Linked DNA regions of Mus musculus: all the other regions are linked to region 1. A link is a contact called in public HiChIP or PLAC-seq and promoter capture Hi-C data. All regions are on one chromosome and are shown on one strand. Each heading gives the region's core, a stretch centred on a gene start, on an enhancer-like site or on the middle of the called end of the contact. The rest is flanking DNA. Distances are from core to core; before and after follow the strand shown.

Evidence for each region. Promoter capture Hi-C pulls out the DNA fragments that hold promoters and counts their contacts. HiChIP or PLAC-seq counts read pairs in DNA pulled down with a chosen protein or histone mark.
Region 2: a contact with region 1 is called in an H3K27ac HiChIP or PLAC-seq map of microglia, with 7 times the contacts expected there. The contact joins the promoter of Mlf2 here to the promoter of C1rl in region 1. A contact is called at or near these places in 5 of 39 promoter capture datasets (the 3T3-L1 cell line, 3T3-L1-derived adipocytes, the C10 cell line and 2 more), 2 of 484 Hi-C or Micro-C datasets (the N1E-115 cell line and embryonic stem cells) and 2 of 115 datasets of contacts at active chromatin or transcription factors (microglia and pancreatic cancer cells).
Region 3: a promoter capture Hi-C map of hematopoietic stem and progenitor cells shows a contact between it and region 1, with 2.6 times the contacts expected there. The contact joins the promoter of Gnb3 here to the promoter of C1rl in region 1. A contact is called at or near these places in 10 of 39 promoter capture datasets (the 3T3-L1 cell line, 3T3-L1-derived adipocytes, the C10 cell line and 7 more), 1 of 15 datasets of contacts at CTCF or cohesin (the NIH/3T3 cell line), 3 of 484 Hi-C or Micro-C datasets (the N1E-115 cell line, embryonic stem cells and pro-B cells), 3 of 115 datasets of contacts at active chromatin or transcription factors (embryonic stem cells and pancreatic cancer cells) and 2 of 9 other capture datasets (adipose tissue and embryonic stem cells).
Region 4: a contact with region 1 is called in a FOXA1 HiChIP or PLAC-seq map of pancreatic cancer cells. The contact joins the promoter of Pianp here to the promoter of C1rl in region 1. A contact is called at or near these places in 2 of 39 promoter capture datasets (liver and maxillary cranial neural crest), 1 of 115 datasets of contacts at active chromatin or transcription factors (pancreatic cancer cells) and 1 of 9 other capture datasets (pancreatic islet).

The regions. Positions count from the first base shown.
Region 1 is chr6:124,491,608-124,494,493 of GRCm38.p6, reverse strand. C1rl (complement component 1, r subcomponent-like) reads right to left here and starts at 1,381. Exons shown (of 6, transcript NM_181344.5): 1 at 1,264-1,381; 2 at 451-679. The coding sequence starts at 1,343. It overlaps Gm44096 (a long non-coding RNA gene), which reads left to right and starts at 92. Exons shown (of 3, transcript XR_003956364.1): 1 at 92-261; 2 at 359-703; 3 at 1,964-2,341.
Region 2 is chr6:124,929,965-124,932,781 of GRCm38.p6, reverse strand. It overlaps Mlf2 (myeloid leukemia factor 2), which reads right to left and starts at 1,394. Exons shown (of 9, transcript NM_001170341.1): 1 at 1,196-1,394; 2 at 606-683; 3 at 245-371; 4 at 1-5. The coding sequence starts at 655.
Region 3 is chr6:124,838,903-124,841,719 of GRCm38.p6, reverse strand. Gnb3 (guanine nucleotide binding protein (G protein), beta 3) reads left to right here and starts at 1,445. Exons shown (of 10, transcript NM_013530.1): 1 at 1,445-1,800; 2 at 1,970-2,056; 3 at 2,315-2,353. The coding sequence starts at 2,000. P3h3 (prolyl 3-hydroxylase 3) reads left to right here. Exons shown (of 15, transcript NM_013534.5): 15 at 1-631. The coding sequence ends at 45.
Region 4 is chr6:124,995,320-124,998,019 of GRCm38.p6, reverse strand. It overlaps Pianp (PILR alpha associated neural protein), which reads right to left and starts at 1,300. Exons shown (of 6, transcript NM_175696.4): 1 at 1,081-1,300. It also overlaps a transcript of Cops7a not described here.

The sequences.
Region 1 (2,886 bases), core at 132-2,631:
ATCCCAGGTGAACTTGATCGGTCTTCACTTGTTCTTCTGAGGGTGAACATTTGTCATTAATTACATCCAGTTTCCTAACTCAGTAGAGAAAGCACTCAACAAGGTCTAGCTAGGGAGGGTGAGATCCCGGGCCTTTGACAAGATTGTAGAGCAACAATATTTATGTGTCTCTTTGTAAGCTCTCAAAACTCAGGCTCTGCCCCGCAGCCGCCTTCTCTCAGAGCTTGGTGGGTCCCTGCGGATGCCTTGGTGGAACCCTTGGTGAGTTGCCAGGGACGGGTGGGAGGCTGTATACTGAGTGATCAGGCTGTAGCTAGGCCCTAGATCCTCTGACTTGGACACCTTATCTCTTCTCTAGATGGGTGGTTCAGAGCAGAGCTATCACCCACTGCCCATGGGAGGCTCCCTCCCCAGAGCCCCTGCAGCTCTCCACCCCCTTGTCCAGCTCACTGTGACAGAGTCGCCTTCACAGTCTGGGGATGGCTCCAGATCAAAGTCCTGGAAGGTCAGCCTCACAGCAAACCCCTCTGGAGCCTCGATGTCAGTGTGGCTCTCCTGGCCTTTGAGATATGGCTCTGGGTATCCAGGGGATGTCAGTTGCTGTGGTGACTGCTGGGCCAAAAGCACAGAGGCCTGTGTGGGGCAAGTATGGAGGATTCCCCAAAGGAGCCACCAGCACCTGTGAGTGAGCAGGGAAGACAAGGTGAGGTTATACAGCTCTACCAGAGGCTGTGTGTGTATGTTCTGTTGTGGCCAGAGATGATAAAGGCTCCGGAGGCTTAGGGACTAGCAGTTGTGTCCGTGGCCCCAGAGTGTTGGGCACTTCTGGATACCACTTTCCTGAACCGAGTCTGTGTAGGTTCCTATCTGGATTCCTCTGTAGCCCGATCTCCAAGACTGCGGGGTTTCTATCCTATGAAGACATTATTATGGCTCCTTTTCCTTTGTGAGTCTAACCCAGATGGCTTCCTGCCTCAGCCTTTCCTAACCCCCTCCTGGAGTACAAGTTAGGGTCATTTAAATAATTCCTGGCTCAGAGCACTGAACAGGCAAATTCAGTTAGTTCCCTCTGGGTCATCTGTCTACCCTCCGCCCCTCCCTGCCCCCCCACCCGGCCGTGTGTGTGTGTGTGTGTGTGTGTGTGTGTGTGTGTGTGTGTGTGTGTGTGTGTGTGTATACTTATGTAACCCCATGTCCTGCCTTCCTCCCTTCCTTTCTCCCAGCCCCTTTCTTTCTCCAGGGCCCTCTATGGTGCAAACTCACATCTTGCTCATGCAGCTTGTGGTGGGAGAACTCCATAGGCTGTTCTCCAGCTCTGGGACCAGGCCTCTGAACCCTGACATCTGGAACTGGCTAGAGTGCTTGGCTCAGGCCAGGGAGTAGGAGGTGGGGCTAGAGGAGGCCCTTTAGGGAGAAGGCAGAAGTTACTGGAAATGAGTTGAGACTCTGGGTGCAGGTCTGCCACCTGCTGACAGACTCAGGAATAGCTCTCACCATAATTGAAAGGAAAGACCTTTAAAACACGTGAGAGAGCAGAGTATGTGCACATGTACACATATGTACACATGACCTTTGGCTCTTTGCTTTTTTTTAGGGGGATGGGAGCTGAGATAGTCTTGCAAAACCTGGACTGGGCCTCCAGCTTGCTATTAGTGGAGGCTCTGCCTCCTCTCTAGCATTAGAATTACACCACACCTAGATCTTGGTTGTATTTTTGAAACAGGGTCTCACTTTGTAGCCCAGGCTGTCCTAGAACTCACTCTGCAGACTAGACTGGGCTCCAAATCATGCCAATCCTGCCGCCTTAGCCTCCAGAGGGCTGGGATCACAAGGACTTGCATACCCAGTTCTTCTGGAATATTATTAACTATATGTTTGTATCGTGGCTTGTGTGACACTTCTTATGACTCTACTGCTGCCTTTAATGAACTAATCTCTCCTCCCCCCTCATTTACCCCAGCAGTCTGCCTCTTGGAGAACTTGAAGTGTGTGACTCAAGAACCCCCGAGTCTTTCTTTCCTCTCCTTCTTGGTCAAGAACCAGTGAGTTCGGGCTGGAGAGATGGCTCAGCGGTTAAGAGCACTGACTGCTCTTCCGGAGGTCCTGAGTTCAAATCCCAGCAACCAGATGGTGGCTCACAACCATCCTTAATGAAATCTGACGCCCTCTTCTGGTGTGTCTAAAGACAGCTACAGTGTACTTACATATAATAGTAAATACATTTTTGGGCCGGAGCGAGCAGAGGTCTTGAGTTCAATTCCCATCGACCTCATGATGGCTCACAACCATCTGTGCACTCATATACATAAAATAAATAATAAATCTTTTTTTAAAAAAAGAAGGGGTGAGTTCATGCATTTTGTCATTTTGAGTCCCTACCACAACATCTGGAGGCTCCTCATATAGCAGGCTGTGGTCCATCCCCAGGAATCTCTGAATCCCTCGGGACTCACCTCAGCTGTCAACCCAAGCTGTAAGGTTAATCATATCAGGAGTCACAGCGTGAGTGAGAGGATTTTTCCCTGCACCCCCTGCCAAGGGAAGACACACACCCGTGGCTTGGTGAGCGTGGGAGGGTTAAGGATGCAGAGGTGAGCATGGGGGTGGTTAGGGAGCACAGGCAGAGGTGAGTGTGGGAGGGTTAGGGAGCACTGCAGAGGTGAGCATGGGGAGGTTAAGGATGCAGAGGTGAGCATGGGGGTGGTTAGGGAGCACTGCAGAGGTGAGTGTGAGAGGGTTAGGGAGCACTGCAGAGGTGAGCATGGGGAGGTTAGGGAGCATAGGCAGAGGTGAGTGTGGGAGGGTTAGGGAACACATGACGAGGTGAGTGTGTTAGGGAACACGTGCAGACATGGCTTGTCTAGTTCTTAGGAGGCAGGTGTGCAG
Region 2 (2,817 bases), core at 145-2,644, 440 kb before region 1:
CCAGCCTACAAGACGAGAAACTGAAGTTAGAACTACACCCTACCAACTGTATGTACCAAAGGAGGTCAGTGCCTCCGTTCCCCCCTTCCTTCTTTCCACAGGAGTCACACAGCCCCTTTCCCAGACTCCTGACCCCACTCGTCTGCCTCCCACGCAGGTCATGTCCCTTTAAAGCTGGTTGTAGGGCAAGAACTGCAGCATACTTAACTAATCACCCCAGGTCTCGATATGTTCCAACTGTTACCTGCATCCTGCGGCTGGCAGGCCTGGTTGCTGGCATGTTACCATCTGTGATGCTCAGGAAGGGGCTATATCCAAAGCCGCCTGACAACATGCGGCTCATGTGCTGACGGTGAATTGCGAAGGGGTCCCTGCGGAGTGAGCATACACTATAGAAGGCAGATTAACCCCCAGCCTTCTTCACCTCCCCGAAATGAAGTCAGGGTACACAGTGGCACGGATGCCGGCTTCCCTCTGAGAGCGGCAGCTGAGTATCCAGCTAATTCTAACTGGTTCCAGCCAAGGGAACCAACTCAAAGGTCTGCCTGAACTGCTCAGACCTGAATCCGAATGGGCTGAGGGCGCGAGGGGGAGGGAATTCTCACATCAGGAACATGGGATCCTCAGGCTCCACGTCCCTCATGAAGCGGAACATCGTGATCTCAGCTCCAGGGGGCTCCACACTGTGAAGATACGGAGGCTGTGTTTCCTGCAGGCGGCCAGGCTTATGCACACCAGCTCAGTGTTGCTACTCTTAAGGCTGCCTCTTGCATACACTATCACTGACCCCTCCAAACTCCAGGGAAGATCCTTCGCCAGGTGAGCCATATAACCTATGAGACCTGAGAGCCAGCAGCTCTCCAAGCCGGTCATGGAATTTTTCCCAAGCCTCTTAGTGGTGCCCCTCCACCCCCGCCCGCCATCCTCTCTTCCCCGAGCCACGGTCAGCTCCTCCTCCGACGCCAGACTCGATGAGAATCTCGAACGGCGGCCCGCCACCCCATTAATGACCCCCAACTACTCCGCCTTCTGCTGGCACTGGGCGCTACCAGGCCTCCCCGGGCAGGCCTCACTGCCCACCGATCCGGGCCGCCACTGCCCCAGCCCGTGCCTCCCGCCGGGCGAGCCGGAGAGGAAGGTCCACTCCCGGGATCGCATCCCTGCAGCCGTGCGGGCCGCGGCGCCCTGGCCTCACCGGTCCCCGACTCCGGCTCAGCGGCCCATCCGGCCGGCCTCTCCTCGGGGCGCTGCAGGAGCAGGGTCGCGGCCCGGGACGCAAGGATTGGTCCGCGCGGCAGCTTCTCGCCTCCCGCACCGCCTCCTGCCTTCGCCTGCCACCTCCGTACCCCCGCCCTCGGCCCGAGAAGCCGATCTTCGGTCAGGCCCGAACGGAAGTGACGTCACGACGGACGGCCCCGGGGGCGGGCTGCGGGAGCTCCGCCCACCTGCTTGGGAGGGAGGGCGGCGCGCGCGCCGTGGAGCCCCGGAGGGCGGGTCCTCTGGGGCGGGTGGGAGGTGTCATTAAGCTGGCTCGGGGATCTGGGGACAGGAAGAGGCTCCTGCAAAGGTGGGGGGGGGCGGAGCGGAATCGGGAGGGACCGGCTGAGCGCAACGTGGGGGCAGGGTGTGCCGCACCTTTTTTGCGGGGGGGGGGGGGGAGAGGCGGGCTGTCTGGGGGCGATCGGTGGGGCGGATCCCTGCGGGGACCTTTAAACACACTGCAGGAGGGGCGCTTAACCAGGGGAGCGCGTGGGCCTGTCCCTCTGGAGAGACGCTCGGGCGGGCGGTGTCCTCCGAGTGACGCAGAGAAGGAGGTGACAATTTAGCTCAGGTCTAGTTAAGCCTTGGAAAAGGCCAACCAGGGAAGGGAATCCAGGTTGGGAGTTTGGCCGCCAGAGGGCGATCCTGGGCCGGGCTGGATCCTTAGCTCCTTAGGACTCGGTGTTGGCTTAGGCTTCTGGACCACTCCAGGACCTGTCTGTGAAGGGTTGGCCTGGGCAAAGGCGTTAGTTCTGAAGTCTGTTTGCTTTTTGTTGTCGTTTTTTGGTTTTGGTTTTAGTGCTCAGGACCCAACTCAGGACCTTGGGCATACCAAGCACATGCCCTACCACTAAGCTATAGTCCAGTTCCTTTAGGTCGTAGGTCTTTAAAACTTTCTTTGTTCTGAGCAGGTAGATAGGTCAAGGGACTAAAGTTTAGAAGAATAAAGGGGTGGAGAGCTAAATTAAGCAGAATCACCCAGGGGTGGAGCTAAAAAGTAAGCCCAAGAGGGCTGACTCCAAAGCCAGAGACTGGTATTTTGACATACTAATTGTCTTGCACAAAATCTGGCTGAGCTGGAGAGAAGAGCCCTCCCCTTTGGGTCAGAGGATTTGAACTGTATTGGGTAGACTTTGACCCACAGAGATCCAAACTCAAAACTGTCCCAAGTTCTTTACTCTGGCTGTCAGCCACATTGGTACCGTGTGGAACCTGATCTGAAGAGAAAGGTTTATTCTAACCAACTCCCTGAGGGAAAAGGGTCAGTGGTTACTCAGGAAAAGATTGGGAGCAGAGACTCTCAGCTTCTTTCGATTTGATCATTGCTAGTGGGAAAAAAATAGTGCTAAGAGAAGAAACAGTGATATAGTTAACGTAAGCTGACAGATTGGCAAAGTGAAGCCAAAAAAAAAAAAAAAAAGGAGAAAATGTGTTTTTCATTGATATTTGATATATAAGACCTTCTTTAAATGCCTCTTGGTATCCCACCCGACAATTGTCCTTTCTTCTTGCTCTAAAGAAAAGCACTTTGACATTCCATCCAGAGTACCTCAGAGC
Region 3 (2,817 bases), core at 196-2,695, 350 kb before region 1:
AAAGCTGGGAAGCCCCGCCGGGTCCGGGTCCGAGAGGAACTGTGAATGGCTGAGCCTGCTTCTCAGGATCAGGCCACTCAACTTGGGAAGGAACTGATGAGAAGGCTCTGGAGGATATCAGGAACATAGTAGCATGCCAAGTCTACCATCTCGGGGACTTACAAGGGCTACCAGACCCTGGACTCACAAGCTTGCTACACAGACTTAGCCTACAGCACATCAGGCCCGGGAGCCAGGTCTGGCCCCAGCTGAGGGACCTGCAAGGTCCCCAGGACAGACAAAAATCACTATGCCTCCCTGAAAGGCAGGCATGTGGAGGAGTGCAGAGCAACTGCTTCTAATAAGAAACACACAGAGGGGCTGGAGAGATGGCTCAGCGGTTAAGAGCACTGACTGCTCTTCTGAGGTCCAGAGTTCAAATCCCAGCAACCACATGGTGGCTCACAACCATCCGTAATGAGATCTGGCGCCCTCTTCTGGGGCGTCTGAGGACAGCAACAGTGTACTTACATATAATAAATAAATAAATCTTTAAAAAAAGAAAAAGAAAAGAAAAGAAACACACAGAGGAGACAGTCCCATCCTCTCCCAACCTGTGCAATAAATAATGATCATGAGGCTCTCCAGCCAAGGCCTGGTCTGCTCTATCCCAGTTTTGGTGGCTGCTGGAGGTGGGGTTGGTTAGAACTGGCCTGGGTGGGGACAGGTGGTGTCTTGGGGCCTCTCAGAGGTGGAGCCATGACAGCCCAGTGATTTGTCAGGGAAATCTCAGCCACCTGCTGCTTCATGCAAATAGACCCCCCCCGCACCCCCCCTCCCGGTGCCCCATCGCCGCTGCCACCACCACCACTGCCACTGCCACAGCCACAGCTGCTCCGTGAGCCTCCAACTCTAAGCCATGCCATCCCTCCCTCTGGCTCCTATCTTCACAGTCCACTAAGACCCTGGGAGTCATGTGTGGATGCATGAGGACAGACCCCAGCCGAGAAGCAGGACACAGAGCTCTGTTCTCTTTTGTAGTCATTTCTTTGCCCACAACACAGGGGCACATGGGCCCAGCTCCCCCCACCCCCATCTCCCTGTCAACTCCCCCAACTAGGATCAGGCCCAAGGGCAGCTGGTCGGGGCTTGTCGAGAAAAGGGATTATCCTGCTCAGCCCATCTAATCTCAGCTTCTGCTTGGACCCTCCCCACCCCTCCCCACAGCCCTCAACGAGGAAGCATGGTTTGTAGTGTTGACAACAGGGTCATCTGTCACCCTCCTGTTCTGGCTCCTGGCCCGCTTGCTGAACAAGGCCAAGATCATGACCACAGGTTGGGGCTAGGGCCTGGGGAGGTCACTGGAGCTATGACTGCTCCTGTTCTACTTCCCCAAACGCAACCAGTAATCCTCACGGCTTGTCTCTGATCCGTGGGCTGATGCTCTTATCTCTGCTGGCGGACTGACCGTGGAAGCACCCCTCTATCCCCACCCCCCTTCTTGTGGCTGCATAAGAGGGGTGCTGCTCTTCTCTGGTCCACGGGCCTGTTTCCCACCCCTCCAGGCTGACCTGTCTCTGGAAGCCACATACCTCCCCTCCCTGGCCTCTCCCCCACCCCTGCCAGCTGATTTCATTTGCCTGGCGTGGTTGTTGCTGGCCTTACCCTTCCCTGTCATTCCCCCCTCCCTCTCAGTCAGGGCCAGGCCAGGCCAGCTCCTCTGGCAGCAGAGGGGGGCAGGTGACAGGCAGGCATCGCAGCTGAGACAGTGAGGAGGCGCCCGGGAAGCGGAAACCTGGGAGAAGTCCAGCCAGAGCCCAAGTAAGAGGGAGCTGGCCGGCTCTACCCTCTGGGATCGGGGGCCCATGGGGAGGGCTCAGGCAGGGCTGGGGTTGATACCCAGGAGGGAGAGCCCCCCATCACAGGAGTAGGGCAGGATGGAAAGAACAGAAACATGGTCTGACGGGGACCTATTTCATGTCCCTGGCAGGAGCCGGAACTACCCCTCGACCTGTGCACCATGGGGGAGATGGAGCAGCTGAGGCAGGAGGCGGAGCAACTCAAGAAGCAGATTGCTGTAACCCCAGAGCCCTCGTCCTGGGGACCTTGGAGAACAGAACTCAGGACACGTGGGAGTGTGGCCTGGGAGGGATTGGGTTCACTCTTGGGTGACACTTTAGACACCTCTCATCTAGAAGGGTTCAGAGACTTTAAATCCAGACCTCACATTTGAAACCACCTCCCAACTGCAGAGCCCCATGCCCTCCCATATGTGAGGCGCATATGCATGCCCCCTGCCCTAGCACAGCCTCCCTGATGCCCACTTTCCCCGCAGGATGCCAGGAAAGCCTGTGCGGACATCACTCTGGCTGAGGTGAGACCTTCTGCCCATCTGAGGCAGGGCATGATAGGAGGGGAGGGGACTGAGCAAGGACTTCAGGACCAGCAACATATTGCTGCCTGAGCTTTTAGCACATCCTGTCCTTGAAGGGAGGAAAGACATTCATGAATTAATTCAACAAACATCCATTAAGATCTGCTCTGGGCCAGCCATTATATTGGATACGGAAGACATAGACTGGCCTTCACCCTGAACAGTGATGGGGGTAGGGCGAGCAGGACTTCTCTTAGACTCAAACTGGCAGCTGTCTAAAGTGACATTTCATTGATTTTAAGATGCATGCTTTCTCACAGAGCTTTCTAAAGTCGAGATGCATCTAACAATACATGATACCTTGTTAGCCTATTGTTTCTTTCTTCGTGATACACAAACTACTACTGTTTCTTAGAATTGATAGCCCAAGCCATGTCAGGTGGCACAGACTTGTAATCTAGCTA
Region 4 (2,700 bases), core at 51-2,550, 500 kb before region 1:
AGCTGGGAAGGGAGGAGATGGGGAGGAAAGAGGGGCTACAGGAGATTGGCCAAGGATGCTGAAGAGAGAAGACGGCAGGGAGGGAAAAGAAAACAGGCATCAGGCAGGAGGATGGAGGGGTCTGGTCAGGGCAGAAGCAAAGAGAGTGGAAGAGAAAAGGACGGTGGAGATCAGAGACGGGGAGAGAGTCATTGAGACAGATTAGAACACGGTGTTGAAGGCAAAATCAAAAAAGGAAGGGACGGGGACCGGAGGTGGGGGGTGGACAGAACAGCAAAGATGGAGGAGTTAGGAATTGTTTCTTGAAATTGAAAGAGATATGGAGACAGAGCTGGAGGCCAGGTGAAAGAGAAGGGAAAGGAAAGAGGCCGGGGGGCTTAGTGGGAGGAGGTTAGAAACGGGAGGAAAGAAATGGTAGCCGAACCAGTGGAGCGAATAAGGACTCGGCGACACCAGTGGCCCGCTACTCCAGGGCATACCTGCCCCTTCGTTGGCTACAACCCACCACCACCACCAATGTCAACTCCAGCCCCTTCACACACCCCGTACCCCTCTGTCACCCCCTCCAGGAAGTCCGCAGTCCCCAAGCTGGTGCGCCACCCCACCCCCTTCGCGCTCCTCACCGACCTGTTGTGCGCAGAAGACGAACTGGGGGTGGGGTGGGGGAACCGGGCCCCATCTCTAGCAGAGCCCCCCAATCCCGCCAATCCCACAGGCCTGCGCTCCCTGGATAGGGTTGGAAAGCGGTGCGAACCGGGAAAAATAAGGAAACGATCGGCCAAGGGATTTGGAGGGAGCACCCAGAGCGGAAAGGGGACCTGAGGCAGGAGGATGCCCGAAGCTGCAGGATGAGCTAAAGGCGGGATGGTGGCAGGCGCGGAGACGTTGACTGCTGCACCAAGAGGGTAGGATGGAGTCAGGACAGCGGAGGGATGGAGGGCACTGTGGAAAGGAGCTCTGGGAGACTGGAGGCGGCTGGAGACCGCGCCAGGAGGGGCGGGGGGCGAAGGACGCGGAGCTGGCACTGGGAGGGCAGAGTCTGCTCCCTACGGGTAGGGGCTTTGGGTCCCCCTCGCTCACCTGCATGCCTGGTGTGGCGGCGCGACGACTGCAGGCGCTCGGAGCTACGCGGGGCTGGGGGGTCGCAGAAACGGGTGGGGCGCCGGGCATGGTCGGGAGGTTTGGCTGGCAGCGAGGAGCTGGAGCCGGAGGGGGGCGGGCGCCCGGGGCGCGGGGCGGCGGCGGCGGCGGCGGCGGCGGGAGACGCTCGCTTCGGCTGGGCTCGGCTGGGCTCGGCCGGGCTCGGCTGGGTTCGGCGGGCGACTAGGACCACTTGGTCTCCGCCTCTCCTTCTCACGTCTGTAGGCCACGCACGACTTAACCCTTCGTTTGCTACGCTGCGAGCTCAGCTTTTGTCCAGGTGCAAGGTTGGGAAGAGGAGCAGGGATGGAGGGGGTTGGGGGGACGCAACCTCCTTTGGGTAGTGATGGTAAGCTTCCCCTCTACCTAAGCGCAGCTTCACAGACCTCATGATTTCTGACCCCCAAGCAGTCTGAGATTCTGAGTCATCCATACATTTGAGTCCCCAACTCTGGCAAAGGTGGAAAGGCAGCTCAAGACCGTGGGTGAGAGGACCAAAGAGGGGTGGGAGAGAAGACTGCATACGCAAATTGGAGTGCCCCCAGCAGATTAATTCCTCATTTCACTATGATCCTTCTTATAATTCATTCTCCCTGAAGCAACCCAAACAGTCCTTAAATGGTTCAAGACCATTTGCTATACTTAGCTTTTCCGAGACTCAGAATATCCAACACTCACTATGGCTCACAAGGAGGCCCCCGTAGATTCCTGCCTCTGGGTATCTCCAGCTTTCTTTCCTAAGGATTTCTTCGGCACAGCCTTAGTGCAGTTGGGGAATATTCCTAGACCAGAGGCACTAGAAGCCTGCCTCGGGGCTTTGCACCCTGCTGTTCCCTCTAGAAGTTTCTCCTTGTCTGTTCCCAAATGGTCTACACGGGCTCACTTAGATTCAGGCTTCTGAGTGCCCTTTTCTAATCTCTTAAAACTCCCTTGACCTGGGCCGTGGAGATGGCTCAGGGGACAAAGGTGCTTGCCACCAAGCCTGACTACCTGGGTTCTATCCCCAGGACCCACATGGTGGAAGGAAAGTTGTCACCAGACCCCTGAACAAGTGGTGTGACACATACACTAATTAGATGTAATAAAGAGAATTCTGGGGCTGGGGAGATGGCTTAGTGGTTAAGAGCACTGACTACTATGCTTCCAAAGGTCCTGAGTTCAAATCCCAGCAACCACATGGTGGCTCACAACCATCAGTAACGAGATCTGACTCCCTCTTCTGGAGTGTCTAAAGACAGCTACAGTGTACTTACATATAATAAATAAATAAATCTTTTTTAAAATTCCTTTGACCCTACCCATTCATACCTAACCCTTCTCCCTGCATGACCCCCCCCAACCCTGCGCCCCAAACTTCTAGGAAACCACACTTTCCTGGCTCCCCTCCAACCCTCTGGCTGTTCTTTACTGTCTTCCTCGGTTCTGACCTCGACATGTTGGCGCTCCTAGGGCTTAGTCCTTGGCCTTCTTTTCTTTCCACATTCTTTGTCCAGTGATCTCATCCAGTCCCAGGGCTTAAACACTCTGTAAATGTCAGTGAGTCCTAAATTTACAAATGAG